6 separate regions of the Mus musculus genome follow, and all the other regions are linked to region 1. Evidence: chromatin contacts called from public Hi-C and promoter capture Hi-C data. All regions are on one chromosome and are shown on one strand. Each heading gives the region's core, a stretch centred on a gene start, on an enhancer-like site or on the middle of the called end of the contact. The rest is flanking DNA. Distances are from core to core; before and after follow the strand shown.

What was found. Promoter capture Hi-C pulls out the DNA fragments that hold promoters and counts their contacts. Hi-C and Micro-C count contacts between places; a contact is called where the count stands out from the background. Capture Hi-C pulls out chosen DNA fragments and counts their contacts.
Region 2: a Hi-C map of B cells shows a contact between it and region 1, with 11 read pairs. The contact joins the promoter of Sde2 here to the promoter of Coq8a in region 1. A contact is called at or near these places in 4 of 39 promoter capture datasets (hippocampal neurons, liver and pre-B cells), 1 of 484 Hi-C or Micro-C datasets (B cells) and 1 of 115 datasets of contacts at active chromatin or transcription factors (memory CD8 T cells).
Region 3: a contact with region 1 is called in a promoter capture Hi-C map of pancreatic islet. The contact joins the promoter of H3f3a here to the promoter of Coq8a in region 1. A contact is called at or near these places in 2 of 39 promoter capture datasets (the HPC-7 cell line and hippocampal neurons), 2 of 484 Hi-C or Micro-C datasets (B cells and cortical neurons), 1 of 115 datasets of contacts at active chromatin or transcription factors (memory CD8 T cells) and 2 of 9 other capture datasets (liver and pancreatic islet).
Region 4: a promoter capture Hi-C map of pre-B cells shows a contact between it and region 1, with 5 times the contacts expected there. The contact joins the promoter of 2900024J01Rik here to the promoter of Coq8a in region 1. A contact is called at or near these places in 11 of 39 promoter capture datasets (the 3T3-L1 cell line, 3T3-L1-derived adipocytes, the HPC-7 cell line and 6 more), 1 of 484 Hi-C or Micro-C datasets (the G1E-ER4 cell line), 4 of 115 datasets of contacts at active chromatin or transcription factors (bone marrow-derived macrophages, forebrain, memory CD8 T cells and 1 more) and 3 of 9 other capture datasets (adipose tissue, embryonic stem cells and liver).
Region 5: a contact with region 1 is called in a promoter capture Hi-C map of liver, with 4 times the contacts expected there. The contact joins the promoter of Acbd3 here to the promoter of Coq8a in region 1. A contact is called at or near these places in 2 of 39 promoter capture datasets (liver and pre-B cells).
Region 6: a contact with region 1 is called in a promoter capture Hi-C map of stem cell-derived epiblast-like cells, with 3 times the contacts expected there. The contact joins the promoter of Sccpdh here to the promoter of Coq8a in region 1. A contact is called at or near these places in 20 of 39 promoter capture datasets (the 3T3-L1 cell line, 3T3-L1-derived adipocytes, the HPC-7 cell line and 12 more) and 1 of 115 datasets of contacts at active chromatin or transcription factors (microglia).

What each region holds. Positions count from the first base shown.
Region 1 is chr1:180,193,580-180,198,624 of GRCm38.p6, reverse strand. It overlaps Coq8a (coenzyme Q8A), which reads left to right and starts at 2,605. Exons shown (of 15, transcript NM_023341.3): 1 at 2,605-2,752.
Region 2 is chr1:180,848,655-180,853,699 of GRCm38.p6, reverse strand. Sde2 (SDE2 telomere maintenance homolog (S. pombe)) reads right to left here and starts at 2,549. Exons shown (of 7, transcript NM_145943.1): 1 at 2,408-2,549. The coding sequence starts at 2,527.
Region 3 is chr1:180,811,025-180,816,069 of GRCm38.p6, reverse strand. H3f3a (H3.3 histone A) reads left to right here and starts at 2,465. Exons shown (of 4, transcript NM_008210.5): 1 at 2,465-2,599; 2 at 4,121-4,271. The coding sequence starts at 4,144.
Region 4 is chr1:180,775,146-180,780,190 of GRCm38.p6, reverse strand. It overlaps 2900024J01Rik (a long non-coding RNA gene), which reads right to left and starts at 2,230. Exons shown (of 3, transcript XR_373751.4): 1 at 2,132-2,230.
Region 5 is chr1:180,722,911-180,727,955 of GRCm38.p6, reverse strand. It overlaps Acbd3 (acyl-Coenzyme A binding domain containing 3), which reads right to left and starts at 1,913. Exons shown (of 8, transcript NM_133225.3): 1 at 1,578-1,913. The coding sequence starts at 1,854.
Region 6 is chr1:179,665,790-179,670,834 of GRCm38.p6, reverse strand. It overlaps Sccpdh (saccharopine dehydrogenase (putative)), which reads right to left and starts at 2,604. Exons shown (of 12, transcript NM_178653.3): 1 at 2,290-2,604; 2 at 140-252. The coding sequence starts at 2,479.

The DNA.
Region 1 (5,045 bases), core at 1,356-3,855:
CTCCTCCTTCTTCTTCTTCAAACTTTGGCAACTCACAGAATGTTTGTAGCAAACTAGAGTTTTCAGCTTGCTCTATTCTTAGCCCCTTACTCACACCAGCTGCATGGAGGTCTTGAAAACAACAACCTGCATCCCTGGGGCATCCAGGCTACCACCTCAGGGAGCAAAACGAAGCTGGGAATATGAAGCCTTCTCCTTACAAAACTGCCATCCTTTGACGACCTGGGGGTAAAAGGAGGGCCCCCTTAAAGAGTCCTCATTTTTACTTAAGCCTTAACCATCTTTAACTGTGTAGCTCAGCTGTCTTCCGTAGTTTGGGTAAACACAGACTAATCAAAATCTTGAAGTGACTGACATGTCCACATATGCTTGTGCTTGGGCCATGCTACGGTCAGGAAGAACTGGCGGAGGCCCTTAGCCTTCACCTCTGAGTGCCCCAGAGATTGTGCAAGCAGGAAGTTTAGGTTAAGGTAGAGTTGTCAACCTTTTGGCTGAGTGTTGAAGGCAGGCCCCAACAAGCAACCAGTGGTATGAGGCAGGTAACTTGCTGGTTCCAGGCATTTAGGAAAATCTGTGTCCATCCTCTTACCTGATCAGTAAGCCAAGTAGATGTGTTAATAGTCACACACATAATACACACACACACACACACACACACACACACACCCCACAGACTTCCCATATTAGTTTTGAAAAGTTACTAAACAACAATTATAAGGGCTCCTGGGGAGAATCTGATTTCCAAAGATGCCATGTTGTGTTAAGATAGCCAGATTTTAACAGCAGTACAAGACACACAGAGCTACAGTAATAAACACAGAGGAAATAAAAAAAGATCCTGGGCTAACTATCTAGGCAAAACCCTTAGATCATCTATTTCAAAAACATTCAAAGAACTGATCGGAAGCATGTCTAAAAAATAAACCAAGACAAAAGTAGGAGAATGATGTGCCCCAAAATAGAGACACAAGGAAACAATAAGAATAATAAGATGTGTTGGGGTTGAAACCCACGGTGAGTGAAGTGACTAGTTTACCTGTGGAGCCGAGCAGGCTGGGGAAAGACCACCCCTGGAAATAAGTCCATGGACATTATCCCAGCTTGGAAAAGAAGGAAAATGAATAGAGCGTCAACCCCAGGGACTAACACCAAGGATAGGAGTACAGACAGTGGGAGTCTTGGAGAAATAAGCCTGGGCAGAGAGACTCAAGAAATAATGGCAGAGCCCATCTCAGTTTTGATCAGACTAGCAATCTGCATGCTTAAAGCCTGTATTTTAAACAGAAAAGCCTTAGCTTTCTATAATGCAGCAAAATACTCAAGATAACCAACTTAGAAATAGGAAAGATTTATTTAGGCCTTGGTCCATTGGGCTGTGACTTTGGGGTCTCTCATGAAGCAGCAAGTCATGGTAGGATGGTGTAGTGGGCAGAGCTGCTCACCTCATGGTAGCTGTTGGCTTCTCATGGGAGCAGAGAAGGCTCCCAGGTCCTAATATTCCCTATAAAGTCACAACCTCAGTGATGTGACTTTCTTTCATCAGGCCATACTTCCTAAATGTTTGACAGCCTCCCTATGCCTACTTCCCTTTGGGACCAAAGTGGTCTTTGAGGAAAAAATATTCAAGATCCGAACTATCGAAGCCTTATTAGATTGATTTTGTGGAGAAGGATGGAAAAAGAAGTGGAGACAGTAAGCATAGAGAATACTTTCAGAGTTTTTGTTTTGTTTTGTTTGAAACATGGTCCAAATCATATCAATCTGTCGAAAAACGGAAAATAAACCATGGGAGAAGCGAGCGATTGTCTTAGGTTCGTTAGAGGGAAGCTGGCCTAGCATTGCTGGGCGAAAGGGCTGAGCTGGCACGGAAGCATCTTGGAAAGGCCCCAAGGCTAGGTATTTTCTCCCATTTGGTACAAAGGTGGCATGGACCTGTCGCAACCCTATCTTTTCTGGGTCAGCAGTCCCTTAGGGATGTTGTGGGTCAATGTTGTGTGTGTTGAGTGCACTCCTCAGGGCTGTTTTTCACCTTGGAAAAGGATTGTTTTTTTATTGGCGCTCATAATAAGCAAGCACAATTAGTCTAAATACAGAGCTGAAGGGTATAGAACTTTGGTGTCAGCGCCATAACACTTCCCTAGGCCAAGTGCTTTTGGAGGAACCCAGGCAGAAGCCTCATCACATGGCAAAAAACCAAACCAAACCAAACCAAACCAAAAAACCAACCCGGGCCTAGTCTAGGTCCTGGGGCGGGGGCCTGGGGGGTTCCTCTGTGGTCCCATCAAAACTTCTGAGGTCTTCCCGGCCCGACCCCTAGGAAGCTGAGCTAGCGTCGGTACCCAGGCGACCCTCACGTGGCTGCCAGGTGAACGCTTGTCAATCTTCAGAACGCAGGCGCAGAACAACTGCAGGCTTTTTTCCCTGCCCGGGAGAAAAGACAGCTAACAGGCAGATTAGGGACCGCGGCCTTCAAGGGCGGCCTCTCATTGGTTGCTTTTATTCCACCCTCAGTCCCTATTGGCTGTGAGCTGCGCACGCGGTAAGCACGCTCCCACTGCGTCCTGTGGCATCGGGGCAGCTAACAAACAGCGGCTCAGCCAATGGGAGGGCTCGGAGGCGGGGCAAGCGGAGCGCGGCGTGCGCACCCGGGCTAGAAGGTAAACAGAAGCGGAGAGTGTGCGGAGCGCTCGCAGCGGGGCGAGCGCGCGGAGGCGTTGCGTTGCGGACGGAGGAGCTACCTTCCTGCAGCCCGGTAAGGCTGTCGCCTGCCGGCCCGCTGCTAACCTCAGCACCCCGGGGTCCCTTCTTATACTTTCAAGTGACAGTGCGGCCTGCGTACGGTGCAGCCCTTTCCCGACCCGGGTCTGGCTCAGCGAGCAGAGGGTTGCTTGTGGCCTCTGCGTCGTCCACGCACGTGGCTGCCTTTCTCCCAATAATGTTCTGAACTCTCAGACCCTCGAACTGTGTGCTCTGGCTGCAGTTTGTGTCAGAACTACAACTTCTAAGCCCGAGCCAGCTGTTGGGTTTCACGGCTGGGGTGAAGTCTGGGAAGAAGTCCCTTCCTTGTTCCTTTTTCTTCGTTTCTTTTTGGTCCGTCCTCTTGTTTTTCCCAGACACTGATGGCCACACTACCAGTTTTGACAGCTCCTGCACTCTCTTGCACAGAAGCTGTCACATAACTCAACCAAGCCACCTTCAGAGTGTGAGGGGACAGAGGGAGAACGCTGTAGGGGCGGGTCTGGGTTCTGGGACCCTTCATTGGCTAGGCAGCCTGAAGGGGCAGAGGCTGTGTGCAGACATCCAATCTGGGTTGGGCTTGCAGCACTGTAGAAAATTGATTTAGGCTCACTTGGACTTGGTGTCTGTGGAACGGGACTCTGGAGCTGGGGTGTGTCAGGCCAACCTTCTTGCCGGAGGATTTGGACTAGTGATCATGACAGACATCCAGTTGTGCTGTGGCTGGCGGCCATGCTGGCAGGGAGGTTGTTGGGAAACATTTGGAGTGAGGAAGGCACTTCTGAGAAGAGGCTAGAGGGGTTTGTTGGCTTACAAGAGCAGTGTCTGTACGACTCCGAGGGTAGCTTTGGATGCTATATTTAGCCTTGTGAATAATGAAGACAGCTGAATTGTGACCACTTGTGGACCAGGTGACACAAAGCAAAAGCGAGGCAGGCAATCTGTGCATTCTCTGAGCTAATGAACCACCTGAGACAGAACTTCCCAACTCCAGACTATTAACATGTTGGACCTAATCTTGTTTACTGTGCCTGCTTATCTTATGCAGGGTGTGTAGCTGAATCCCTGGCTTGTACTACTAGACAAATAGTGACACCCCCACGGCCACCCAATCCCACCAATTGTGACAACTGAAAATGTCCCCTGACATTGCAAAATACCCCCAAGAGCAAATTTGGTTGAGAACTATGCAGGCAGGACTCTAGACAGGGTCACCCCATGCTGCCAGGACCTCTGTGCAACTTGCCCACAAGTAGTTGGGAAGTTTAAGACAGTGTTACAGTCACTGCTGTAAACAAATGGTGGAAGGCATTCGGTGGGGGCTTTAAAGGTGAAACCCTGAGTGCACTGGGTGGTAGGGGTGAAACATTCTGAGGGAGACTTGGCGGCTGAAACCCTGGGCCTTTGTGCCTGATGAATGTGACTAAGTAGGCACAAATTATGAAGATGTGGAAAACTGGTAGTTTCTGCCCCTAGGAACATTGGGAGCCTTGGCGGGTTAGCACAGGGAACCACCATAGGATGGTTCTTCAACGGTGAGCAAACAAGTGGGCGCTAAATGCTGGCTAAGAGACTTTCTGAGGGCGCACTGTTCTTATCCACGCAGTTTGCTTAGCCATGTGCGTGTGTTGTAATGTGGAAGGAGAGCATGCCTGTGTCTGCAGGGAGTGTCTGGCTGCACACCACACGTATACATGCACACACATGCAGGTGTTTCCGTGCAGTGTCTGCACACACGCAGTTTGCAGAATGCATTTGTTGTTGATTAGCACCAGAAACCATGGTCCAGTTCTTCTTTTGTGTAGAGTGAGAGGCTTTGCTTTTGGGTCTACATTTTGCTTTCTGTGGAACCTAGAATTTAGTATTAAGTCCTAAAATGATGGCTGTTCGGAGAAGATGAAAGATGATGCACTGGAAAAGAAAAATATCCGAAGCCTTTGCAGTGAATTTGTATTTTTGTGGGAATGTGCCAGGATTCTGCAGCTGGGGAAGGAGGAGCATTCCAAGTAGGGGTTTTGGGGTGCCCTTTGTTACCCACAGAAAAAGACCTGGAAGGGAAGTCACTTCCTTCTTAAGAGAGGTTTATTATTGGGAGGCTCACAGCTTGGCAGGATAATTTTCCGTTAAGAGCCACGGACCCTGAGTCATTCTCTTTGCCAGTCGAAACCAGAGCCGTGTGCAAAATTAGACAGGAATATTATAAGTGTTGTTTTGGCTTGGCAACTGGGAATAGTTCTAACATTCCTGTTAACAGTCAAGAACTGGGGAGAGCCAGTGAGAAAGGAGGTAGTGGCGGGGGCGCTCAAAGA
Region 2 (5,045 bases), core at 1,300-3,799, 660 kb before region 1:
CACATCCCTGGGGACAGCTGGGGTTACAGTGGTTTGTGATCTGCCTGACACTGGTGCTAAAAGCCAAATCTGAGACCTCTGGAAGAGCAACCATTAGGCCATCACCCAACCCCTTGCTTTTCTAGTTAAGATTCCTGTCTATTGGGCTGGAGAGATGGCTCCATGGTTAAGAGCACTGACTGCTCTTCCAGAGGTCCTGAGTTCAATTCCCAGCAACCACATGGTGGCTTACAACCACTTGTAATGAGATCTGATGCCCTCTCTGCTGTGTCTGAAGAGAGCAACAGTGTACTCACATAGAATAAATAAATCTTTAAAAAAAAATCCTGTCTATTAAGTTTCTAGTAGAAAAAAGAATTTGGAAGAATTTCCTATTTTATCAAATGTGTAGATTATACATTTCCCAAATGTGTAGATTATAAATGTTCCAATACACTGTATTCACCCACACCTTTGCAGGATCAGCCTACCAGCCTAAGCACCAGAGACAACGTGCAGTCCACTAAGGTCAAATGTACTGACCCTCTGCCGTGAGGAGCTGCAAACAGAGAAACCATGGCAAATGTCTCCAGTTCCTAACAAGAAAACCAAGCATCGCTACAAGAAAAGAGGTTAAGAGAAACTTAAATGACCAACGTCAGGCTTGAACCGTTGAACACACCAGGCTCCTCTTCCCTTGGAAATACACATTTTGGATGCAGAATATTCTACTCAGGAACCCCTAATTGGAAGTTGTACACACACCTGGGCCTTCATGACAAAGGGCAGCAGAAAGTTGCTGTCTTACTGACACCTTCAGCAGCCGAATTCTTCTCATCTCCAGTTTTTAAAACCAACTTTTCCCCCAGCAAATAAGAAAGGAGTAGATTGTCAAGGTCCTTACAGCATTTTACTACTGCAGTATGTCCTTGGGAGTCTCCTATTAACTTGTAGTCACCTTTACTGATGTCTGTTAAGGCTAATGATCAACAGGGCAGAGGTCTTCCTCTCTCAGCGAGAGATAAAACTTCTTCATGGATCAGAACCGTTTTGCTTTAAAAAGTATAGCTTGAACTTGAACTATCTTGATTTTTCCTATTTCATCAAACTGTCCTTAGTAAGCTGCTTGCACTCACATTTACTGTTGTTAAGTAACAGACAGACTCAAATGCTCTCTGATAACTGCTTCTGCTTACCTGTTCTCCAAACTCAATTCTATTGGGGGTTTTTTCTGGATGTCTGGACTCCCATAGTCCATGTACAGTGCCTCTGTTAAATCTAAGGACGAGGTGATAGGAGGCTGTTTTGCTTTCAAGCAGGGTTTCACATAGTCCAGGCTGCCCCAAAACCACTATAGAGACGTGGCTAAGAACCCCCAAACCTCTCAAGTGCTGAGATTAGAGGCATACACCACCAGGCCCAGCCTTATTTCTGTGTCCTTTCAAAAAAGTGTATTTCCAACACTCCTCATTGTTAAGATTCTATTGTTTATGGATCAATTTTAAGTTTAAAAATAAAACTTGAAAATTATTCTTCAAATACATTGAAAAGTCACCTGTTTTGGAAAGTATCTGAATTCGAATGGCTAAAAAAAGGTTCTGTTTTTCTTACTAGACCGCAGAATAGAGAAGAAAACAAAGGCTAGATGTGGTGGGACACACCAATAATCCCAGCCCTCCAGTATGTTCAGAACATCCTGGGCTACAAGGAAAGACTTTCTTGTCCTTGTTTTTTAAAGGACAAAGAAATTAGAAAATCACATATTCTTCTTGGAACTCATCCAAGTCTCTTTAGGAACAGATTTGGTATTTTAACATTTGTTATGTTTCTACATAACAAGCAGAGAAAACAGACTACAACGAAGGCGCAGTCATACAGAAAAACTGTTCTATACCAAACGCCCAGATTAAAATTAGACTCAGGGAACCCAGTAAACTCTTTAGATGATTGAAGAGGTTTGAGATTTCCTAGTCAGTATAAGCCTGCTTCTTTGGGAATTAAAGCTTAAAACTTTAGAAGCACTTAACCAGGGTTTTATATCCACATGGCAGAGTCTAAAGAGGCCCAAGAATATCTGTGAGTGATTGGCTCTGTCAGGATGACTCCATATCCTTCTCTAACCGTTCTTTGGCCTGGATGGGTGTCCTGAGGGTCGGTAAGAAAGCATATTCCTATCTATAATGTGAATGTAAGAAGAGAACCTTAAAGGTATCATTTGGGGGGATAAAAGAAACAGAACGAGAGTTTGTAGTCGAGGTTGGACAAAGCGCAGTAAATGGACGGAGATTCTCTTACGACGTGGGGACAAAACAACGACTGCCATAGACTAGCAGAGGAATGTCCCCATATTAGTCAGAAACACCCAACGACGAACCCAGCCTGGCTTGGTGATCTCTTTCCCCCATTTCCCGGGAACCGCCATCCTCACCTGTTCCTGGCAGTGTCGGTAGATCACATCGCGCACGGAGCACCCAACCGAGGCACACGGCAGCGCCTTCCACACGGTACCGGGGCCGCGAACCCACGCCACCACCGCAGCCTCCGCCATTTCGTCTGGTGACGGAACCTCTGGACTGCGACAGGCACTAGGCGACACAGCCATCCGGTCGCATCTCGATGACGGAAGGCCTCGTCTTCCAGCGCCCCGCCTCCCGGGTTTCCACCACTCACCCCCGCCTTTCCGGAAGGCGGTCACGTGGCCCGGCGTCACGCGAGCTGGCGTGGGGGAGGGGGACAGGAAAGGCCTGCCTGAGGCCGATAAGACCGCGGAGCGCTGGAGCTAGGCGTTGCTAGGGGCGGTTGCTAGGGCGGGGCTCAAGGGACTGGCTATAAAGGGCGAGCTCTGGGCGCGGTTGCTGCGCTTGGGCTACAGCGCTTTGGCTGGGGGTGATAAGCTGCCCGTGGCTCCGCCCAGCGCCGCAGGCCAGCGCGCCACTCCGGTTTGTGCAGCTATTTTTGGGATTGGGAGGGCTGTGTCCCAGGCAGCCACTGCTTCCCGGTGCTGCGGGGAGAAAAACGGCTTCCTCTACCCGCGAGGCCTCCCAGTCCTAGAGAACGGCCCCCAGTGGTCCCCAAACCGCAGCCCCGGCCTGCGTAGTTCCCTAGAGGTTTATGTTCATTTCCTGAACCCCCCTTCACGTTCCTTCCATCACGTTCGGCTCGTTCCTATTTTTGCATGTTTGCGCTCTGCGCTGTCCCCGCTTCAGCTGTGTTTTCAAAATATTTCACAGCAAATGGGCCCTTGTGAACGGCAGGGGCGGGAGTGACGTTTATAGCCATACTGCTTCCAAAAACCCCCGCTGTAACGTTCTTTCTGTGCCCTGGGAACACTCGCGCAGATTTTACAGAGAACAACTTTAAGGTTCGGGTGCTGAGGGAGGCCCTTAATATTTAATATGCTGAGATGATGTTGTCTCTGAAATACTAAACAATTTAAAAGCTGCTAGCATGAAGCTGGGAGGATTATCGGGAGGATAACTCAGTCTCCTGAACACAGATGCCCTGGCCCGCAGAGCCATATTCTCGGCTGTTAAGATGCAGGCCGATGGAACTAATCGCTGAGGAGAAAGCACAAAATCTTGAAATCCTTTAACTGTGAAAATGAACAAAAATAGGACTTGCAGTTCTGTGGAGTTATAGATCTGTTGGTGCACACAGGCGGGAAAGCGGGCCTCCATGAAGATTCCAGGAGATGAAGAATAATTACACAAAGCATGTTGTGCATAGAAGCAGTATTTTATGAGTGTTGTAGTAGTAACCCAGAGGCCTACAGGCGTCTCATCCGATACGTAAGCAGGACAAACTGGGAAGCATGTGACCTTCCAGACAAACTGGGAAGCATGTGACCTTCCATCTTTTCCCATTCTGTCCGTTAGCATGTGGTCCTAACTGCTAATTTATTTTTTTCACCTTTTGGGAATCAAATGACCATTTCAAGAGCCTGGCAGCTTCTTCTTCTGCAAGGAACCAGATCATGGTCAGTTTAGGGTTATGTAACATTTCTTTGTCAGAATAATGCTTTGTAAGCTGGAAAGTCCCAGAAGGATTCCCTTCTAACAAGAAAAGTCCACGTCATTTATTACAACTATCTACTACTGCTCTCCAAAAACCTAATGTCTGAATGAATTCACTCTTTACCCCTCGGTTATATTTAAATCTCTGTTATGAAGAAGACCCAAGCAACCAGCAAGCATTTGTCATTTAAAATACAAAATAACCATTATTAGCTTTTCAAGGACACAGACCTCTTGAGCAATCTATAATCTGTTAAACCTTCACAATGAGCTCCTTACACCGTGAAATACACAAAATAGATGTTACATAAATATTAGTTGGCTGTTTGATGGATTACAGTCTAACTTAATTATTCCTGGTGTGCATCTAAAGAAACATATTTTCCACTAACTTAGGACATTCTACTCGGAGGATACAGAAACCAATTTGAATTGGTACCTATAAATTCATTTAAATAGTGAGAGAGAGAATGAGACTTCAGAGTTGAAAGGCATGGCCAAGAACATGATATATACTAACTGAGGAAAGAGCTAGAAACAACTGGTTAGCTTGGCTGCTGGAGCTATGTTGTCATACCCAGTGCCCAGTGCTGTGGGGTGAGGCTTGTGAGTGATTGTGTAAAAAGAGAGCCACCTTCCCCCATCTCATGGTTTCAGATGAAGAAATGACAGGAAGGCACTTGTATGGTTGTGACAAGTTAATGGGGGGGGGGGGGAGGTGGGGAGCAGTTCCTCAATTGCCAAATCCATGCAGCTGTGCCCTGTGCTCCTAGGACCACACTTGGCGCTCGTTCAGATAAGCCACACTGGCTTTGTTCCTGCCTGTGTTCCCAAAAGAATGACTCCAGCTGTACATCTGCTTTTTAAGGACCGGTTCAGCTGCCAGGAGAGAGACACGATGGGATCCTGAGGCAATGTGGAGTGATTGTTCACTGCCAGGAAATGACAGCACGAGACAGTGTTTGTGTGGCAACCCATGACAGGGGCTTGACGGAGCCAAATGGCACGTTGTTCTGCTCGAGCCAGAAGCAGAGCAGGGTCCTGGCACTTCCC
Region 3 (5,045 bases), core at 1,216-3,715, 620 kb before region 1:
GATTATAGGCATGCACCATCACATCTAGCTTTGCCAATTTATCCTATCCTTTCACTTATAAGCAAATCCTAATTAGCGGCCATAATTATCTTATTCTAGGCAAAGATTTTAACCTGATTTTAAGCTCTTGCTCCCCTCTTTCCATTACGATAAACTCCAAATGTTGAGGGGTGGCTGAGCTCCAGGAGTGGAGTCTGTCCTCTGGGGCTGTTGGCATGTGCCTTTAATCCCAGCACTTAGAAAGCAGGCAGATCCCTGGGAGGTGGGGGCCAGCCCGCTGGTCTACATGTCTACATGTCAGTTCCAGGCTAAACCAAGAGCTACACGGGGAGACTCTAAGACAACAAAAGACTAACCTCTGGTGCCCCTTAAGAATCCTTGAAAAGAAAAAGGCTTTTTCTCCCCCCCAGGAGCAGCTCTCCTAGCGGCGCCATGAATTGGAAATAAAGCCTGTTTCTATTAGCTACAGTCGTTTGCCATCCTCGGGGCTCCAAAGCATCCTGTCCCCTGGCCAAGTGCAGCTTCCCTGTGCAAGGCGATGCTTCTAGAGAAGGACTCAATCAGGGCTGGACCGGTACCGGTGCTGTTCACTGAAGCACTCCCAGTCTTCCAAAAATTGTTCGGAGCAGAATTGGCATGCCATATATATATATATATGGCATATATATATATATGGCAAATCTGGAAACTTCCTGATTACTAAGAGGATAACCAGTCATATTTCCAGAAAGAGCTTGCGGACTACCATCACACAAGTAACTACTATTTCCATGTCAGAGATGGGCAACTTCAGTCGGTTCACAGAACCCACAATCCACACGAAGTAGTTCACCAGACAAGGTCCTTCCATCCCTTAGAAACATCTGCTTAAAGCCAGGAAGAATGTATGAGGAAACCTAGCATACATAGATAGTACTATCTATGACAAGCTAACATTTCTTGAAGATATGACTGATTCAATTGATATGTAACAGCCTTCTTGGATAAATCCAGCAACAAATATTTTAGTTTCCTGAAAACAAAACACAAACAAGCAAGAGGGGAAAAAATGCTTCTTGGCTCAAATTATAGGAATTTTTCACTGGCAGCTCTGTGGAGGGTTTTTTGCATATGTGCATTTAGGGTAGTATCGCAGATTGCATGTGTTCATCAACACTTAACACTCATTAAATAATAATGAAACAGGAGGCCTGGGTTGTTGTTTTTTTTCCCTCTAGGGTCTGTTCCTCAGTTCAGTGACCTTGGCCAAATCCATTTCTTCTCTCATATCTGATTTCCACATATCTGTTTCAGGATAATGTTCATGATAAGACTGCTTTGAGAGGTCTTCAGATTACATGTATGCTACTGTCCTTCATCAGTACCCTACGGGACCTTTGTGACTCTTCTACCGAAAGCCTTCACCCAGAGTTGTGTAGCCTGGTCAATACCACCTGGGGACGGTTCAGATGTTTGTGGGTCACTTAATGAGAACTTGAGCTATGCAGTCTGTTGCCCAAGCTACTGGGCAGAAGGAAAGCGGGAAACAGCTTTTCCTTCTACCTGCCGTTTCAGCCTCCTGTGTCTGACATTAGACTCTTATGTCACGAGATTTCTGCAGCGCTCCTCCAAACAGCGAAGGGGTGGAAAGGCCTACTCTGCCTTAGACTGCTACAGCTGTGTTGCACATTGTCTCAGAGGCTTACAAAATAACAGCCATCTTGCACCAAGAACCGCGGCCTAGGAAGAGGGCGAGCCCTGTCCCTCGGCCCCGGTGCCACCACCTGCGACGCGCTGACAGTCTCCGCACTGCCCCGCAGGCTGCCCCTCCTCTCCCGGGGCTAGAGTCTGCGACCGACTTGTCCTCAGGCGACTTGGCCCGAGCCTCCGGACCGGCCCGCGCTCGGCGGGGAGCGAAGGCGGGAAGAGGCCCGCGGGTCCCCCGCCCCTGGCGCGCCGCGCGGTCCGAAAGTGGGCGCGGGACTGGGGCTTCCACTTTGCCAGCTAGCTTCCCGCTTGGGCGCGTTTTCAACTGGGGCGCGGCGACCGTACGGTCCCGGCCTTCTCCCCGCCCCCACACGGGCCGGGAACCTCGGGGGCGCGCGCGGGGGCGATGCCCCTCCCCCCGCAGGCCGGGCGCTGGTCCGCAGCCCGCGCCGCCCTCCCCGCCCCCACACCCCCCGCTGTGCACCCCAAAGCTGGGCTTCGGGGGCTCACTTAACGCCTGCGTCCGACGGGGAGGGAGTGTGGGCCGGGGACGGACTAGGGCAGACGGCCCCTCGGCGGGCCCCTCGGCGTGTCTTTTGTGTTTGTACACACCGCGAGAGGCGGCGGGAGGAATGGGCGGGCGGCGCGCGGGGGAGGAGCGAGCGCGCGCCAGCGAACGAGCGCGCGGGGGGAGGGGAGGGGCGGGGCGCGCGGGGGCCCTGGGCGGGGCCGAGCCTTCCCTCCATTGTGTGTGATTGGCTGGAGCGCGGCGCGGGGCGGGGCGGCGTGTGTAGGGGAAAGCCTCGGTGTCAGCCATCTTTCAATTGTGTTCGCAGCCTTCGCCGCGCCGCTGCCGCTCTCCAACGCCAGCGCCGCCTCTCGCTTGCCGAGCTCCAGCCGAAGGAGAAGGGGGGTAAGTTTCTCCGTTTGCCCGCCTTCCCGGAGCCGGGCTCCGCTCGCCGTCGGCCTCGTAGGGGCCCACGGAGGCACCCACAGTCCCCCCGGGCTCGACCCGCAAACTTTTTGGCGCAGAAATGGAGATGGGGAGCGAGTTTGCCTTCCGCGGGCGGTGGCGGCGGCGGCTCCCCGGTCTCTCCGTCTCAGCCCAGCAGTGGCACCGCCGCGGCGTCGAGCCTGTCTCCCTCCGGCGCCGCGGGCTCCTCTTTCTTCGGTGAAATCCCTCCCGCTGCCCCTTCCCGGGACCCCAGACCTTCACCATGTCCCGCGCGAGCCTCTTAACTGCCGCCTCCGGGTCCCAGGCCCCAGTTTTTCGGGCGCAAAGGGGGTAAAATCGCCGCCGCTTTCCACCCCGGGCTAACTCGCTTTTTGCTGCCTCTCCACAGTTGTGCCTGAGCTTCACCATCTTGTCTCTCTTCTCTGGTCACCGACCATATTTTTTTTCCCCCCGTTTCTCTCTTCCCCATTTTAAAATGGAAGGAAAAAATTTTAAGAACATTTTTTTGCCTTTTTTGGAGAAAAAGAAACGATGCTTATGAAATGCAGAAAACAAAAAAAAAGAACTTTTGCATTTTTGGAGAGCGGCACGTGGCAGGGGATGGGGTATTTTCGAACGATTTGCTGTTTGTCTCTCTGGAAGGGAATCGGATACGTTTCCAATTGTTTCCATTTTGTGCTAGTCTTCGGGAGCCGAGTCGCTCGTTGCCAGCGCGGGGTGCGGGGACCGAGACGGGCAGGTCCGGTACCCCGAACCTAGGGACCCAGGGGAGGCAGAACCAAAAGTTTATGTGGTGCTGGGTGGGCCGGGCGGCCGGTGTCGAGCGCTAATTAAGCCTGGGTGCGGGGCAGTCGGCTTCCATAGCGAAGCCCGGGAGGGGGACGGGCTTTGTGGAATGCTCACTGGCGATGGCTGTTGTTCTTGCATTTCGAGACGCCTTTTTGTCAACATAACTATAAAGAAACAAACCTCAAGAATGTTTTTAGATATTTACAGCAACCCAACTGCCAGGCGCGAGAGGGGGGCAGCAAACCGAGCGGGGGGGGGGCGCTGAAACCTTTTTCTTTCTTTTTTTTCTTTTTCTTTTTTTTTTTTTTGGCTGTAATTTGACTCGACCTTTCTGTGTTTGTGGCTTCGTTCATTTGACTTGTTTGTGATCGAATGTTTGCAGACGTTTCTAATTTCTACTTTAATTAAATGAATTGGATCGAAAGCCATGGTGGGGGGCGTCTCTCTGGTTTTGGCTGTTTTATCGCTCGGAAATAGCTTTATAAAGTATAAATGCTGACAATTTTCTAGTTTGTTTTAAATCATGTTTGGGCGATAGATGTAATCCGCGCCCTTCCAAACTAATTATATAACAGTCCCCCCCCCTCCCCCATACTGATTAATTTCCAGATTTGGGGGGGGGGGGTTCTGGCAGGAATACTGTTATGTTTTAGTTGAATCCGATATTTTTTGTTTTTTAAACACTGATAGGTAAGTAAGGAGGTGTCCTTACCATGGCTCGTACAAAGCAGACTGCCCGCAAATCCACCGGTGGTAAAGCACCCAGGAAACAACTGGCTACAAAAGCCGCTCGCAAGAGTGCGCCCTCTACTGGAGGGGTGAAGAAACCTCATCGTTACAGGTATTTCTAAAACGTCGAGCAGTGGGATAGTGTCTAAGCAGTATGTCCGTGTAATTTAACAGGAAGATAGTCATACTTTTTGCTATGGGGAAAAGATGTTTCTCTCTTTTGAATGATTATTACTACTTGAATATGTATGCATATGTTTGTGAACACATGTATCTTAGTATTCAGTTTGATAGATAACATTACATTTTGAAGCTGTAATCTGATCTAAAAGCCTAAAAAGTCATAGTATAGTCAACTAGTGCTCTTAACTGCTGAGCAATCTCTCCAGCCCTCTAGTATAGTCAACTAGTAATAGGACACGTTAATATTTTTTTATATGGCCCTTTTTCTTTTTTTTCTTTTCTTTTCTTTTTCTTTTTCTTTTTTTTTTTTTTTGGTTTTTCGAGACAGGGTTTCTCTGCGTAGCCCAGGCTGTCCTGGAACTCACTAGGCTGGCCTAGAACTCAGAAATTCGCCTGCCCCTGCCTCCCGAGTGCTGGGATTAAAGGCGTGCGCCACCACGCCCGGCTCTTCTTTTCTTTTTTTTAACTAGTGAAGTCATACACTTTTAGGCAGCTCCTCATTTGTGGTAAAGTAACGACTTATGATAGGGAGACCAGTAAAGTTCCCAATGGTCATATTTACTTGGTGGGTTTTTCCCTACCTCATTTAGATATAACCAGTGTTGTTAAAGACATCAGCCATTAGAGGGCACAAGTTGCCCAAATTTACATAGACAGATTTTACAGTGAAAAGCTCAAGAGTAGAAGAAATAAGTCAGAATTA
Region 4 (5,045 bases), core at 981-3,480, 580 kb before region 1:
CCTGGGGCTAATAATGAGTAGTGAGAGAAACATCTCCGGAGTGCCTGGTCTCCTTCCACACCCAGTGACTCCTGTTCCTCGTGGCTTTGTATCTCATTTTACATGAAATCCTGGATTATATTCATGTGCATGTGCGAGTGCACACACACACACACACACACACACACCAGAATTCTTGTGAGCATCTGAGCGCCTGAAATATTCAGGAATCAGGGATAAATCAGAGCCCTTCTGTGGTCCCTGTGCCAGGCCTTGGAAACACATCACCGACCATCCCGGCTTCTTAGGAAGCGCAATCCCAGCACTCAGGAGGCAGAGGCAGGAGGATCTCTGTGAGTTTGAGGCTAGCCTGGTATACAGAGTTCCAGATCAGGTAGGGATACATAAAAAGACCTCCTCGCCTCAAAATAAAACAAAAACAAACAGGAAGGAGAGGAGGAGGAGGAGGAGTAGGAGGAGGAGGAGGACTTGTTGAAGATTTTCGAGTAGCTGACCCAGAGGATTCTATGCCCTCTTTAGCTTCCCTGGGCAGTAGGCATGCATGTAGTGTACAGACACATGAGCAACACACCCATACACTAAAATAAAATAAAATAAAATAAAATAAAATAAAATAAAATGAGTTTCTGACTCCAGGGAGCTGGACTTAGAGGCGACTATAAACCACCCAATGTGAAAGCCATTGAAAAAACAGATGTCTATACCCTAGTTGTTTCAGACAGAATAAAGATTTTCAAATAACTGAGTCAATAACCTGTTTTCAATTTAAATTAGTTAAATTTAAATTTTTTAGTTCCGACTGGGATGACAGCAACTCAGGAGACTGAGGCAGGCTGATCTTTCCATCGAGGCCAGCCTGATCTACAGAGAGTTTCAAGCTAGCTACACCTACGCATACTGTACCGTCACGCACTCCATAAGCAGAGGTGGCTGGCTGGTGGTTCCTTCAGGTGTTTTCCCCTGTCTCGCATCTCGCATGGAGACCTGTCTGACCAGTATCTGTTCCGCCCTACCCTTGGATGTCCAATGTGTGCATCAAACCCAGCATGCCCCAAACTGCCGTTCTGACTCCCACACCACCGGTGGAACCAGCAGGGCCAGTCTTCATCTTTGGGAGTGAGCCTGTGAGGCTGGCTTGCTCTTTCCCAACCACCCAGTCCCAACACTAAACACGTCTACACAGCTCTGTCCTGCTCCATCCTCTTCCTGCCTCTCCTCCCGTGAGCTTCCATGGCCATCTGCCCACATGTATGTTTCAATTCTGTCTTTTTTTTTTTTTTTTCAAGTTTTGGGAAAGAGGATTTTTGTGTTTGCTTTGTAGCGATAATTTGTTTGTTTAAGTCAAGGGCTCAGTACCTGGCTAACTTTACCTATGGGAGATCCTCTTCCCTCTGCCTCCAGAGTGCTGGAATTACAAGCTTCCCACCACATCGGCTTCAATAAATATTTTCAATGAATGATGACTTTCAGGTGGGAAAACACCTCCAACCAATCTAGAACAGGCGCCCTGTCCAGAGTTGTAAAAAAAAAAAAGGGTTTGGGAACTCCAGCCACCGTACGGGGAGTGAGCCTCCTGCGGAGGCACTGGGACCTGACTATCCGCAAGATGCAGGCATGGACTGACCACACAGCGCCCAAGCGGCCGGTGGGACGCTTCCTGATCCGTCCTCTCTTGGCGACTGGGAAAGAGAGAGGTGGCTTTGGCTACAACTGCTTCTGGGCCAGGTAATTCTAGAGAAAGGAATGACGCGCACCTATGGGCACCAGCTGCAGAGTTGTTTGGGTGCTCCTAAGTGACCAAAGGTCCCCGAAGCCCGATCCGGAGGAGGAGCTACGGCCGCTGCATACGGGCGGGGTGGCCCAGGGCGTGCGCGCTCCCGAGGAATGGCAATCGGGCGTCGCGGCTCCAACGCCTAATTTACCAAGGCGAGCCCAGCCCTGCCCTACGGTGTCTGTGACCTGCCCACCGAGTGGGTCCCCAACCAATGAACCTCAGCTCTCGTGAGCCACAGCTCCATGGGTCCCAAATGTCCCTGGCTCCTGTGGGTCCCAGGCTTCCCCGTCGCCTGCCCCGGCAGACAAGGAGGGGTCATTTACCGCGAAGACGAAAATCTTTCCAGGAAGTTTGTACCTATTAATATTGCTGTTCCTGGCAGCAGCTCTCCGCGCGGGGCGGGGGCAGGGCAGACCCTGCAGCTGCTTCTACCGCCTAGTGTCCGCCTCTGGCCCGGGACAAGGAGCGGAGGGCAGCTCTAGGTCCCCACGCCTACGGCGGGGGCAGGACCTGCTCGGATGCTCAAGGCGCCAGAGCCCAGCGGCTTGCCCGCGAGCAGCGCGCGGTGGGACCCGGAAGATCCCGAGGCCAAGGCGCAAACCAAGAGCTGGGACTCGGGAGGGGGAAGGGAGAGGGAAGAGAGGGATCCTTGCATCGGTTACCAGAGGCCGCTAGGCCGCGCCGTTCCCCCAAAAGAAAGCTGGTCCCGGAAGCAGGTATGCTCCTGCAGTGGGAGACCATGAGCCTCGGGGCCCTGGAGAGGTTGGGACCCTGGTTCTGACCTTGCTATGGTTTCACAGCCGCAAGGCGCTGCAGCAGAAATTTGATATTCGAAAGCTTGTGGCCTCCTCGCCACCACCTTGCAAGACTGTCTCCAGTCACAGACACAGACATTAGAGGTCGTAGTGTTGTTTTGTTACTCAGTGCAAGGCCTGGTGTGTACAACAGGATCTCTTAGAAAGAAGCACAGCTGTTTTCCTGCAGTAGCGGCCCCGGAACCACACGACCGGCAGCTCCAGCCCCAGACCACAGCTCGCTGGATTTTCAGAAGTTCCTTGGGCCAGAAGTGCCAGCCAGATCACTCTTTCTCTCAGGTCACATATGGTACATAAATCACTTTGCAAAAGAACCTTAATTTATGACTCTTTTGGGTGTTTATGTAGATAAGCAGTAATTTAGTCATCCCTGAAGTGGTGATCCCTGGACACCTCAAGTGTTAACTGTCCAGAGTATGAATTAAAGTCCCTGTGTCACACCGTCTCTTCCTCAGAATTCTAGAGTCCTCTGCAGGGTGCTCTGGTAATCATCTTCCTCCTCCTCCTCCTCCTCCTCCTCCTCCTCCTCCTCCTCCTCCTCCTCCTCCTCCTCCTCCTTCTTCTTTCCCGAGACAGGGTTTCTCTGTGTAGCCCTGGCTGTCCTGGAATTCACCCTGTAGACCAGGCTGGCCTCGAACTCAGAAATCCGCCTGCCTCTGCCTCCCAACGTGCTGGGATTAAAGGTGTGCACCACCACTGCCCCGCTCTGTTAATCTTCTTGCTCAGGATGACCAGGCCTATTCTGTGCAGGGACTCTGTCCAGCTCTGCGTGGAGGGCAGTGCCCACAAGTCACCAGTATTGAGACACGGAAGGACAGAGGTAAAGTATTTATTTCCTAATGTCCGCCTTCCAGCCTTCAGGGTCTCTTGGAAGCTCAGGGCCCATGTGGTTCTCCCAGATGGCTTGCACTAGCTTGACAGGGGACTGTGCCAGAATCTGGCGTCTTAAGGTAGGGTTCACCAACTAAATAGTTTTCCCTTAGCCCTTCCCCTTGGGGAAGTCGGGGGTGGGGATCCTCAAAGGCAAATCCAAAATGGAGTGTGAGACCCAACAGTGGTGGCCTCTCTTCTGCCTCCTCCGGATGCCTGATGTGGAGATCTCTCCTGGGCATTTCAGCCTCTCCCTGCAGACGCCAGCAGGAGATCCATTCTGGAAGCTTAAGCCCGCAAGCAGGGCTGCCTCTTCAGCTTCCAGCCTTGTCCAAAGCACTTGGCTTCTCGTTTCCTCCATACCCAGAAGGTACCACGAGAGGGAAAAGGTCCTGTGAGACTAATGCTCTGGATTCAGCTTGGGTGGGCCAGGCAACCCATCACCTTCCCTTTGGGCTGCAGAAACCTGTGAGGTTGCCTCGGGCAGATCCCTGGAACAAAGATTGGTAGCATCAGCTGTTTTACTGCAGAGCTAGGCACACAATCCTTGCTAAAAATAAACACAAAGGAAAACCCCAAAGCAGCTAAGCCTATTTTCATACCTTTTTTTTTTTTTTTCTTGTTCACTCTCTTTTGTCTTCTTGCTACTTGGTTGCTGATTTTCTCTTAGGGCCCCATCCTGAGTGTGGTCCTGGCACTATTCCAAGTCCTGGACATGAAGTCACGGACAGAAACAGAGGGGAGAAAGGGGGAGGGATCTAAGGACCATTTCTTTGAGTGTAATTTACATTAAGTGGGATGATGGACCCCCTTCAGAGACAAGGGGGACTGGGACAGGGGAGGACCTTAGGGAGAGGACCTCCCTCCCACTGTACAGCCAGCCCTTCTATGGGGAAAGGGCAGTTTGTCATGCACCAGATGAAGGAAGGGTTAGTGGATGGTGGGGCCCCATCCCAGAGCAGAGAACAAGCCTGTTACTCTGGGCCTCTGGGGCATCACCTCATCACTTCAGGTAGGAAAGGACTCAGATGTCTGTGAGGATATCTAGACTGAAACCAGTGCCCTCTCTTCCTGGGGACTGATCTGTCTCGCGAGCGTTGGATGAGGAGGAGCACTACTGCGGTAGTGCAGATCGTCTCTGCCAGCCTCTCCCCACTTCCTGAGCAGCTGGCGGGATAGGGGTGCACCTCTGGAAGGATGCTCTGTGTTAGGAACCTTGAACCTGGCTAGGAGGCAAGCCAATCCCACCCCTGGCCAGCTGGGGGCTCCTGGTAGCGGTAGCTCCCCTCCTGCAGGGACATGCGTTCACTTTTCTTGTCTGTCTCATTACTGCCGAGCCCACAGTGCCTTGGCACCTACCCCGGGAAGGCAGAAGTGAGGTTCTTCTCCCAGTGGGTGAACAGTTAACCCCAGCAATATCCTAGGTATTCCCAGGTATTCCCAGTATTCTAGGTAATAGCTGGAAGAGCACTGGTTAGCTAGGAGTGAAATGCTCAGCCTGGGCAGGGAGCTGGCGGGCAGAACTGGTCTCTAAGGGTCACAGAGGTCTCAGTTTCCCTCTGTGTCCCCTAATCTTCCTACAGTGG
Region 5 (5,045 bases), core at 664-3,163, 530 kb before region 1:
TTCCCATGCAGCAAAATCAAAGATTAGAATAGAAGTTGGTTCTTTCTGGCTCTGGAGCCATATCTCATTGGTAAAGAATGCACAATGCTCTTCCCAAGGACCCTAGTTCAATTCTCAATACCCAAGTCAGGCAGTTCAGAACTTCCTGTGACTCCAGCCCCAGGAGATCCAACACTTCTGGTCTCCTGGGGGACCCACATTGACACTGATACATACACACTCACTCACTCACAAAAATTAAAAATTCTTAAAAAATAAAAAAGAGAGAGAGAGTTAAAGTTGGTTTGTCCCTGTTTCTTGCAGCTTATGTTATTAAAATGCAAGTTCCAAAAATTAACTTTTAAGGGCAAGCACTGCTATGTGAACTGTACAGAAACCAGTGGATTCGCATTTATTTACGACAAACTCTAAAATCAAATCGGCGACTCAAGAGTTAAAGTGATCCTAAACTCATTACCACACAGGAAAGGCTGAACTCCTCCAGCCATGGCAAAGAACAGCTCAAGGGTAAACTTTAAAATACTATGAATTTAGAGTAACCATTTATTGTTCTGGAAAGTTTCATAGAATCTCACCTAGTTTGCACAATGAAAGTTGATTTAAAAATAAAACTACCTTCACACGGGTCACTACAGTGAACAACTCAACTTTAGCTGGTGAACTAGGCAATCCGAAAGCCCTAACTCTGGGAAGCTTGTCATAAATATGGGGTTCTAGAATGCAGGTGGAACCTAGCAACCCCTTTAAAGTTTCATTTGCCCTTATCTTGCTTTGTTTTCCCACGCAAGAACCTAAATAGCCTTTAAGAATCAGACTATGAGTCAAGCTCTTTCCCACTGACCAAATCTTGTGACTGTTACCTCCAGTATTAACTAGAGAAGAAAAAAGGCAGGAAATCACCGCACATCACAATTTTGTTTTAAGAAACAGTAGAGAGAGAGAGAGAGAGAGAGAGAGAGAGAGAGAGAACGAGAACTTCGCGCTTTAGTCTTCATCATTCACTTCCATGGTAGAATTTCCTAGCCACTTAGAAGTTACTAGAACACAGTGGCCATCACTTACTCACTCAGGCAAAAGGGAATAAATGAACTTAGTATTTTACTTCATCCTTCGCCACATCCCTATCGCCTAATGATCATGTCCCACACACGCTCACGGTTTACAAGGCTAGAAAAGGGATGTGTGGGACCCAATACAATTTTCTTCCACTAAGATAGTTTTTTTTTCTCTCTTTAAAAATCGCTTCGATGTTGTCGTGAGCCGTGAAAAACCGATACATAACAAAAAGGCGAAATCCATCCCAGAATAGGAGCCCCGGGGAGCGCGCGCTCCTGTCCACTCTAGCTCGTGGAAACCAGAAAACTTAAACCAGGTGGAACGCCCCAGCAACTAGGCGACACGGGCTGCTAAACCAGGGTTCTAGGTCTCTCAGGGGTGTGACCAGGGGCCGGACCGGCAGTGACAAACTCTCGGTGCCACCAAGGACGGACCGGCGCTCCGGTCACCCCGGCCTAGCTCGGGTGGGTGGGGCAGGCATGGCCGGCCCGCAGTCCCGCAGGGGCGAGTGACCCGCTCACTTTTGTAGAAGCGCAGCGCCAGGCCGTAAAGCTCCTCCAGGCCAAAGCCCCAGTGCTGCTCCATCCGCCGCGCCTCCTCGGCCGCGCCCTCAGCCGCCGCCTCCCCGGGCTCCCGCTGCTGCCCCGAGGCGCCGGAGCCCAGTCCATTCCCCGGGGCCGAGGACGGCGGCGTCTGCGGCGGGGCCCCCTCCGCGCCGGGCCTCTCCTCCGAGTCCGGGCTCAGCGTGAGACCGTCGAGCGACACCTCGAGCTGCTCTACGTTCAGCTGCGCCGCCATCTCCGCTCGCAGCGCCTCCTCGGCGGGGACAGGCGGCGGCCACGTATCGACTTCCTGCTGACCTCTCACCTCCGCTCGCCGACACCGGAACTTCCGCCGCCAAGGCGGCTGGGGTTTGAAAGCGCCGGGTGCCCCGCCCCCGAGCGTGTGGGCCACGCCCTCCCGTGCCCTCGGCTTGCTGGGGACCTCACGCCCCTCTCGGAGAGAGGCTCACCCCACCGCCGTGGCCGTCCCAGGGAGCCGGGACGTCCCGTGGGGTTCGTGGCGGTCCGCGTTGGTCGGGGGTGTGTGAGGTGAACCCCAAGCAGCGGTGTTGGGGGTGGCTGCTGGTCGCGTCCGACCCTGCAGGGGACAACTGCAGAGACATCTGTGCAGAGTCGCTGTTGGGAAGTTGCAGGCCAGTTACGGAGTCTCTTGCAACTGCCAGACGGTCAGAGCAACTGCCGTCTTCATTTTAAAGTAGAAATCAGGCTTTCGTCCCCTGCAGTGTTTGTCCTCTCCCTTAATTTATGTTCGTTCTCCTAAGGGAGGGAACGGTTGACTATTTTATTTTTTGCTATGTAGCTCAGGCTGACTTTGAACTCACTCGTTAGCTCAGGTTGCCCTTGGTCCTCCTGCCTTAATCTCCCGAGGGCTTTGACTACATGTGCAAGCCATCAGGACTAGCAATAAGGACAGCATGAGGCCAATTCAGCTATCCATGCCACGAAAGTGTAGGACCAGAAGACAGAATCTCTGCAGTGTCGGGTATAAGAAAGTAGGAGGTAGTTAAGGAGAAACAGCCAGAGTACATAGCACTCTCCTTTCTGTTTGCTTTTGTTTTTTTTGAGACATGGTTGTAAGCTACATAGCCCTGGCTGTCCTGTCACTATGAAGGTCAGACCAGACTAGCCTCAAACTCATAGAAACCCACCTCCCTCTGTTCTCGAGTGCTGTATTCTGGGATTTTTGGTTCCGTAGCAGAGTCTTCCAATTCATTAAAAGTGAAAAATTGTAAGATTTTCATGCATACACTGGGCAAGCACTCCAGCTTAGGGCTCTTTCATTGAGCTGAATGAATGGATGAAAGCACACTTCAATTACATACAGTATCAGTTCAGCTCAACATGATTTAAGGACTACCTTGTATATCATATACTATGGAAAATACAAAGGACAGTAGTCGTGTCCTACCCCTCGGCATCATGGTCCAGGAGGTGAGTCCGTGCCAGAGCACAATAGTATGGCCAGGCTGCTGGAAGGTACCTTCTGCCTCAGCACCTGTGAGCGGGTTCCCTAGCTTCTGTTTCCTCTTGGTTTGTTGAAAACACTGGAGTCATGAAACTATGTGTTAATATGTGTTTCAAGAGGCTGTGACATCACCAGAGAGCCTACTAACCCATCTTGAAGTTTCTGTCACCTCTGTATAGTGTCAACATGGGACCCAAGACTTCAATACATGGCCTTTGGGGGGCATTCCATTCCCAAAGTACAGTAGTGTGTAAAGCAAAATGTAAAGGAGTTGGGGAGGATTGCACACCTGTAATCCCAGTGCTTGGGAGGCAGAGGCAGGCAGATCTTTGAGTTCAAAGCCAGCCTGATCTATAAAATGAGTTCCAGAACAGCAGGGCTGCACAGAGGAACCTGTCTTGAAACAAAACAAAACAAAACAAAACAAAACAAAACAAAACAAAACAAAAAATCAGAAAGGCTTTGCTGGCTGGTAGTTTTTAATAAAATGTGACCACCATTATGTGCAACATTAAAATATACAAGAGCCCTTACCCTAAGGGGAGCTCACAGGGTAGAGTGTGTCCCTGGAGTTGACTAGAACAATTGGTATCTACTTTAAATCTGAACTGTTTGGTAGCCTGTTAAAATCTGGAATTTTAATGTCATATCATCAGGTTTCTGGCTTACCTTAAAATGAAGCAATCTACTGGCTATGGGCCTAATGCTGGTGGTTAATGATATTAGCTGGTGTTATGCAGGTTTTAAGATGTGCCCTAAGTTCACAGCCATTTACTGTCTTATGTGACAGAGACTGTCCAAGCTGTTATCACGGGTCACATGACAAGATTGATTGCTGTAGTTATCTGTCTGGTCACTTCTCTTAGGCTGCTTCTGCACTCTAACTACATACCACAGCCTGGGTGGTTTATAACTAACAGCTCTTTGTTTCTGACAGTTATTACAGCTGAGATGCTCAAGATCAAAACACTGGTTGTTTTGAAGTCTGGTTGGTGTGTAGCAGCTTCCTCTTAAGATTAAAACAGTCTGTCCTACAGGAAGCTCCTTAAGCAGGGAGGCAAACAACTCAAAATAGCTTCAGGAAGTTTCTGAAACTGACCAGATTCAATAGATCCCTCTGGTCAGAGTAATTCACCTCAGATCAAAAGAGAGCTGAGCTAAGAAGGAGACTTTGAGACCAGATCAGCTGCCTGGAATAAGCAGACCAGCAGCCCTGCCTGGAAGACATTTAGACCAACTGCTGCACCTGGAAGGACCCTCTTTAACTGTTGAGCTGCCTGCAGCCTATGCAGTGAGCTTCAGGTTCCCAGTCTTGTGAGCTGTCACCCATGCTAGGGTCAGCCTTAGAGATGCAAGTGTCATTTCTGCTCTGTAAGAACCCCTCACCTATATTCCTATAAGCAACTCCAATAAAACTCATAGTTCACCAAGTTGGATTTGGGTGGTATCTGTGCTTTGGTTTGTTGTGGGATCCCAATCTGGGGTGAGTAGACCTGTGTGTTACCTCCCCAGGAAAGGTTTTGTCACCCGACACTGGTTAAGGGCCCACTTTCTGGTCTGTATGCATCCATGTTCTTGTTAATAGTTTCACACAGTGGAAAGAACGGAGAAGCTCTTTGTGGCCTCTAAGGATGGTTAGCTCATGAGGGTGATAACCATATGAGCTTCCCTAACACTACATTAGAGTGTCATTACATGGGGGTTAGACATGACATTCTGTCTGCAACACCATAGCAGGTGTGTGTGGCTTCTTTAGACAGAAGAGAGGCTGGGCATTTCGGGAAATAGCTGAAAGCCTAGCACAAAGGAGAGAAAGGGAAAGAAGTGTTTAAGGTCATCCTCTGCTTCATACCGAGTTTAAGGCCAACCTGGGCTCCCTCCCCCTCTCTCCCTCTCTCTCCCCCCCTGACCTCTCTCTCTCTCTCTCTCCCACACACACCTACCTCACCATCTCTAACTAG
Region 6 (5,045 bases), core at 1,355-3,854, 530 kb after region 1:
AAAGACTTCCCTGTGGAGGGAAGGCCTTCAATCTGCCATCTGCCCTCCACCCGTGTGTCCCTCTGGACTGTAAAATACCAGATTTTGTTAGGAATGAATGGACTGTTTGTTCTGATACAAAGAAAGGCCGACTACTTACCGGTCCTACGCAGTTGAGGACAAGCTTTGCCTGTTTAGCCATTTCATCAAGTGAGGCTGGATTACTGATATCACAGATTATGACTCCAACTTCAGATGATAGTGATGGTCTTCCTAACGTTAAAAAACAGAATCACGTCATTCAAGTCCAAGTCAACGTGAGACCTCCTAGATCACCTGCCTATAGTGGTCAGTGATGGCAACCTTACACTGAAGACTTTCAACCATGAAACCTTTATAATCTGTTAATATGCTGAGTAGATGCCTGTTCTGACTTCCTTTCCATCAAGATGTCTCTATTACAAAAACAGCTCCTAAACAACTATATCTGACCCAATTATAGAGAGGAGGCCGAGGCCGTCAGCACTCGGCACCATGAGAATTAAAGAGGACTTGGAGGCCAATGCACTTTTTAGTAGTTTTAAAGAATTATTTTACTAAATTGTGTGTGTGCACATACGCACGTCAGTGCAGGTGCCCAAGGAGACCAGAGGTAGCAGATATTCCCTCAAGCTGGAGTTCCATGGGGCTGTCAGTCACCCAATGCAGCTGCTGGGATCCTCAGCAAGAGCAGTACATGTTCTAACTGCTGGGACACCTCGCCAGACCCGTGATTTCATTTTTAAGTAGTCCAGCCTATATAAAATCATCCAAGCTTATAAGGAAATAACTGGAACTAATTGACCCAATAGAGCCATGCAAGTCTCCACTGATTAAGGCACTCTCTGCAAAGCTGCCTAATTTGGGCAATGTAGATGGTAAGGAATTAGGTTATAATTATACAGCAGTGGTTCTCTGCCTTCCTAGTGCTGTGACCCTTTAATCCAGTTCCTCATGTTGTAGTGACCCCAACCATAAAAATTATTTTCGTTACTAATGTATAGCTGTAATTTTGTTACTGTTGTCAATCATAATCTAAGCATCTGTGTTTTCCGATGATCTTAGACAACCCCTATGAAACAGTCATTCGACCTTCAAGGGGTCTGCAATCCACAGGTCTCTGAGAACCACTGCTATACTCTCACTGAGGGAAAATAAAAGGAACAATGTATTTTAATAATGGCCTGTTTTCCAGAAAACAATAAATGTCCAAAACTTCTCTGTCAAGGTTCTGTGTGTTAGCAATGGCAGCACAAAACAAAAGGCTGTGTTCCCTTGCCCTGACAAGGCTCAGTGTGGAACCATAAAACTGAATAGAAAGAATGAAGAACAAGTATGACTTGTCCTGGGTGGAGATTTAGTTGCCAAACTCCAAGGCTATGGGGTTCTAAGTCGGGTGCTTCCCCAAAGCAAAAAGGTTGGGTGTGTGTGTGTGTGTGTGTGTGTACACGCAAGAGCACCCACGTGTCCCTCCTCACTCCCATGTGTGCATCACAACACTTAGGACAAGGCCTAGCATGGAAAATACTACTCAATCAACATGTTGACTAGAAGCTGAAAGAATAAGTAAACATCCAAAACTTAAAAAGAAAAAAAAAATTCCCACATTTTTATTAAGAATAAGACGACTGGAGTGGAGGGTGGGGGTGCGAAGAGGCAAGGGCATCAGTATGTCCAGGTCAGCCCACACTGCCTCAAGCAATTAAAGTGAGAACTGCAGGCGGATTTCGACAAGCAAAAACACAAACTGAAAACCAGAAAAACACACACACACAAAAAAGCAAGCAGCTAGCGGGGTAACTCAGAAGCACGGTGTATATGCTTACCACGTTCAGAAGTGCTGAGCTAAATCCGTATCACCAAGCCACAAAAATAGGTGCACTATAATATTGCTAGTACAACTCAGCTTTCTTAATTGTCCCCAAGAGACAAACTACAATGGACCTCCAAGAAATCCGTGTCTTATTTCCCTTTCCCACAAGTACAAGAACCCTTCAAACCCATCAGAACAACAGAGATGGACAGAGGAGCCACTGAAGTTCTGAACTCTCTCTCGACAGTGGAGATCCCCAAATTGGGAGGGAGAGAAAAGCCTTTTCTTCTTTTTTTCCTTTAATTTAGGAGCGGAACAAGGCCCGGCCCGGCTCGGCCAGGCGAGGCGTCCGGTCCTCCCGCAGGGCTCGATGCAGGCGCACGCTAGGGAGACGCCCCTCGGCGACCTGCGCCCAGCCCGGCCCGGCCCTGCCCACCCCGGCGACCCCGCCGTGTTACCCAGTTTCTGGGCAGCCTTCTCCAGCACTTGCTGCAGCTTCTCCTTGGAGCGACCCGCCACGGCCCAGGGCAGGCGGGAGCTCTGCTCCGAGGCTATCTGCTCCCGGGCCACCTCCTCCGTCACGAACTGGCCGGTGAAGCCAGAGGCGCCGAACACCACCAGGTGGAAAGGCCTCTGCTCCGTCGCCATGACGAGTCCACAGCGAGCTGCAGCCCGGGGCGGGCTGAGTCCACCGCGCCTGCGCCTCAGGCCGGGACCCCAGTACCGGGCGCAGCAACCGCCGCTGTCCTGGCCGCCGTCGGCGCGGCTACAGCGCCCGGCTCCCTTCGGCCCACGCGCGGGCCACGCCCACAGCCACGCCCACGCCTCCTCGCGACCAAGCTGCTGCGCCGCATCCCGGGCCACCGGCCGGTGCCGCGCCGCCACATCCGGCTCGGGCTGCACGTCCGCTTCGGTGGCTGACAGGAGCGGCCGACGGCCCATTGCTGCCCGCCGCCCGGCTACCCGCATCAATCTGGCCACCCGAATCATCGCGTCCTCTTGGTTCCCCTGAAGCAGAACCAGGGCGGGCCGGTTCTTCCCGCTTCTCTGGGGGGATTGCGAAAAGAGACGGCCGGGGGGTCGCCCACGCCGAGAACTGGAGCTTGGAAGTCGGTGGCGGAGGAGAAGCTTATTAGCAATAAGGAACGCTGGTGACCCGAGCTGAGAGCATTGGACTGACTGTCTGTCATCCAGCCTTTCTGATGGTGTCAGAGACCATTGCTTTGGGCTAGGCTTCCTTTAAAAAAATTTTTTAAATTATTTTTAAGTTTGTTTATGCGTCTGTATGTCTTGTCTGTGCACACGCCCGTGCCACAGGAGCCAGGGGACAACTAGTCTAGGGATCAAATGTCAGGATCAGCAGTAAGCACTTGTGCCTACTGAGCTATTCTCGGAGCTGCTACAGACCAAACCTAATCGTGTTCGTTGAGACTTATTGTAGAAAGCAGAATGTCCATGGGGGTGGGTACAGCAGCTAGGCCAGGGTATTTAGATGACCACTATCCCATGAAGCCTCTCATTTGCCTTAGTGATTTTTTTTTTTTTTTTCTGTAAATATCACTTGACTTGAATTCCGTTCTGGATTTCTTAGACCCAGCTCTGGTTTTCAGGGCTGCCCAAATTGCTGATTATTGTTGAGCGTTGTTTGTTTGTTTGTTTTCCTTTGTCTTAAGCTTGCTTAAAGTTTTGTTGTTGCTTTTGTTTCCAGACAGCTTCTCTGTGGCCTCAGAATCTGGGTCCTCCAGTGTCAGTCTCCTGAGTCTTTGAATTACAAGCCTTCCACCCCACTTCCCACCCCACTCCTTTTCTTTTGTTTTTTTGAGACAGTGTTTCTCTTTGTTAACTCTGGTGGCTGTCCTGGGACTCTCTTGGTAGACTAGGCCAGCCTCCAGCTCAGATCCACCAGCCTCTGCCTCCTGAGCACTGGACCAGCTTCCCCTGCTGTTTTTTGTTGTTGTTGTTTTGTTTTGTTTTGTTTTTAATGCTCTAGTTGGTTTTCTCTCACGATCAAGAAATTCTTGGGGAATGAAGAGATGGCTCCACAGTTAAGCACACTAGATGCTCTTCCAGAGAACTCAGGTTCGATTCCTAGCACCCACAAGGCAACTTACAGCCTTCTGTAACTCCAGTTCCAGGGGATCTGGTACTCTCTTCTGGCTTCCTCTGGTACCGGGTACTTACATGATGCACAGAAGTACACACAGGCAAAACACACACACACAAAACCAAACAAAAAGAAAATATCTGATAAATTAACTTGCAAAGAAGAAGAAGTTTGCTTAGGTTTGCAGTTTGTGTATTTTCAGTCTTTAGTCAGATGTGCCTGTTGCTTTGGGTCTCTGGGCCTCTGGTAGTCTTTCTGGATGCCGGTGACTGGACTTCAAGGCAGAGAAAATTACTCTTATGTGCATTGGTGTGAGAGGATCAGGTGCTGGAGTTACAGACAGTTGTGAGCTGCCATGTGGGTGCTGGGAATTGAACCTGGGTCCTTTGGAAGAACAACCAGTAGCCCTTAACCACTGAGCCATCTCTCCAGCCCCCACAAACTACTCTTTTCATGGCCATGAAACAAAAGTAGAAGGGGCTGATGGCTCCTACATTCTCCCCTGTAGGCATCTCCCCAGTGATTTAAGGACTTCATATTAGCCCCCACCAAAGCTTCCACTACCTCTAAACTGCAGTTTCCCAGAACCTCAGGGTCCAGACCTAACACAAAGACTCCAACCCGCAAAAGAGATACTTCACACACCAAGGCTGAGGCCAGACTGTTTTGTGACACATGGTTATAATCCCAGCACTCGGGAACCAGAGGCAAGCAGATCTCTGTGAGCTTGAGGCCAGCCTGGTTTAGAGTGAGTTCCAGGACAGCCAGGGCTGTACAAGAAACCCTGTCCTGGGAATAAAGAAAAAAAAAGATTCTGAAAGTTCTACACATGCCTACTACGTGGGCCTGTAGTGGACATTCAACATCAAAGCTATAGTGTGCTATAGATATATTTTTGATTGTGAGCCTAGCCTTTAATGGCTGAGCCATCAAAGCTGGTTATTGTCTGACTGTAACAGAAAGTAAAAATAAAGGAAGACAAAGCTGGTAACATGGTTGGCACCACGCTGGTCCAAATGAAAACTGCAGGCACGTAGTGTCTGGGGAGATGTCTCCATCAGAAAAATCTTTCTAGCTCATGCTGGAGATATAAAACTCCTCCTGAATTTA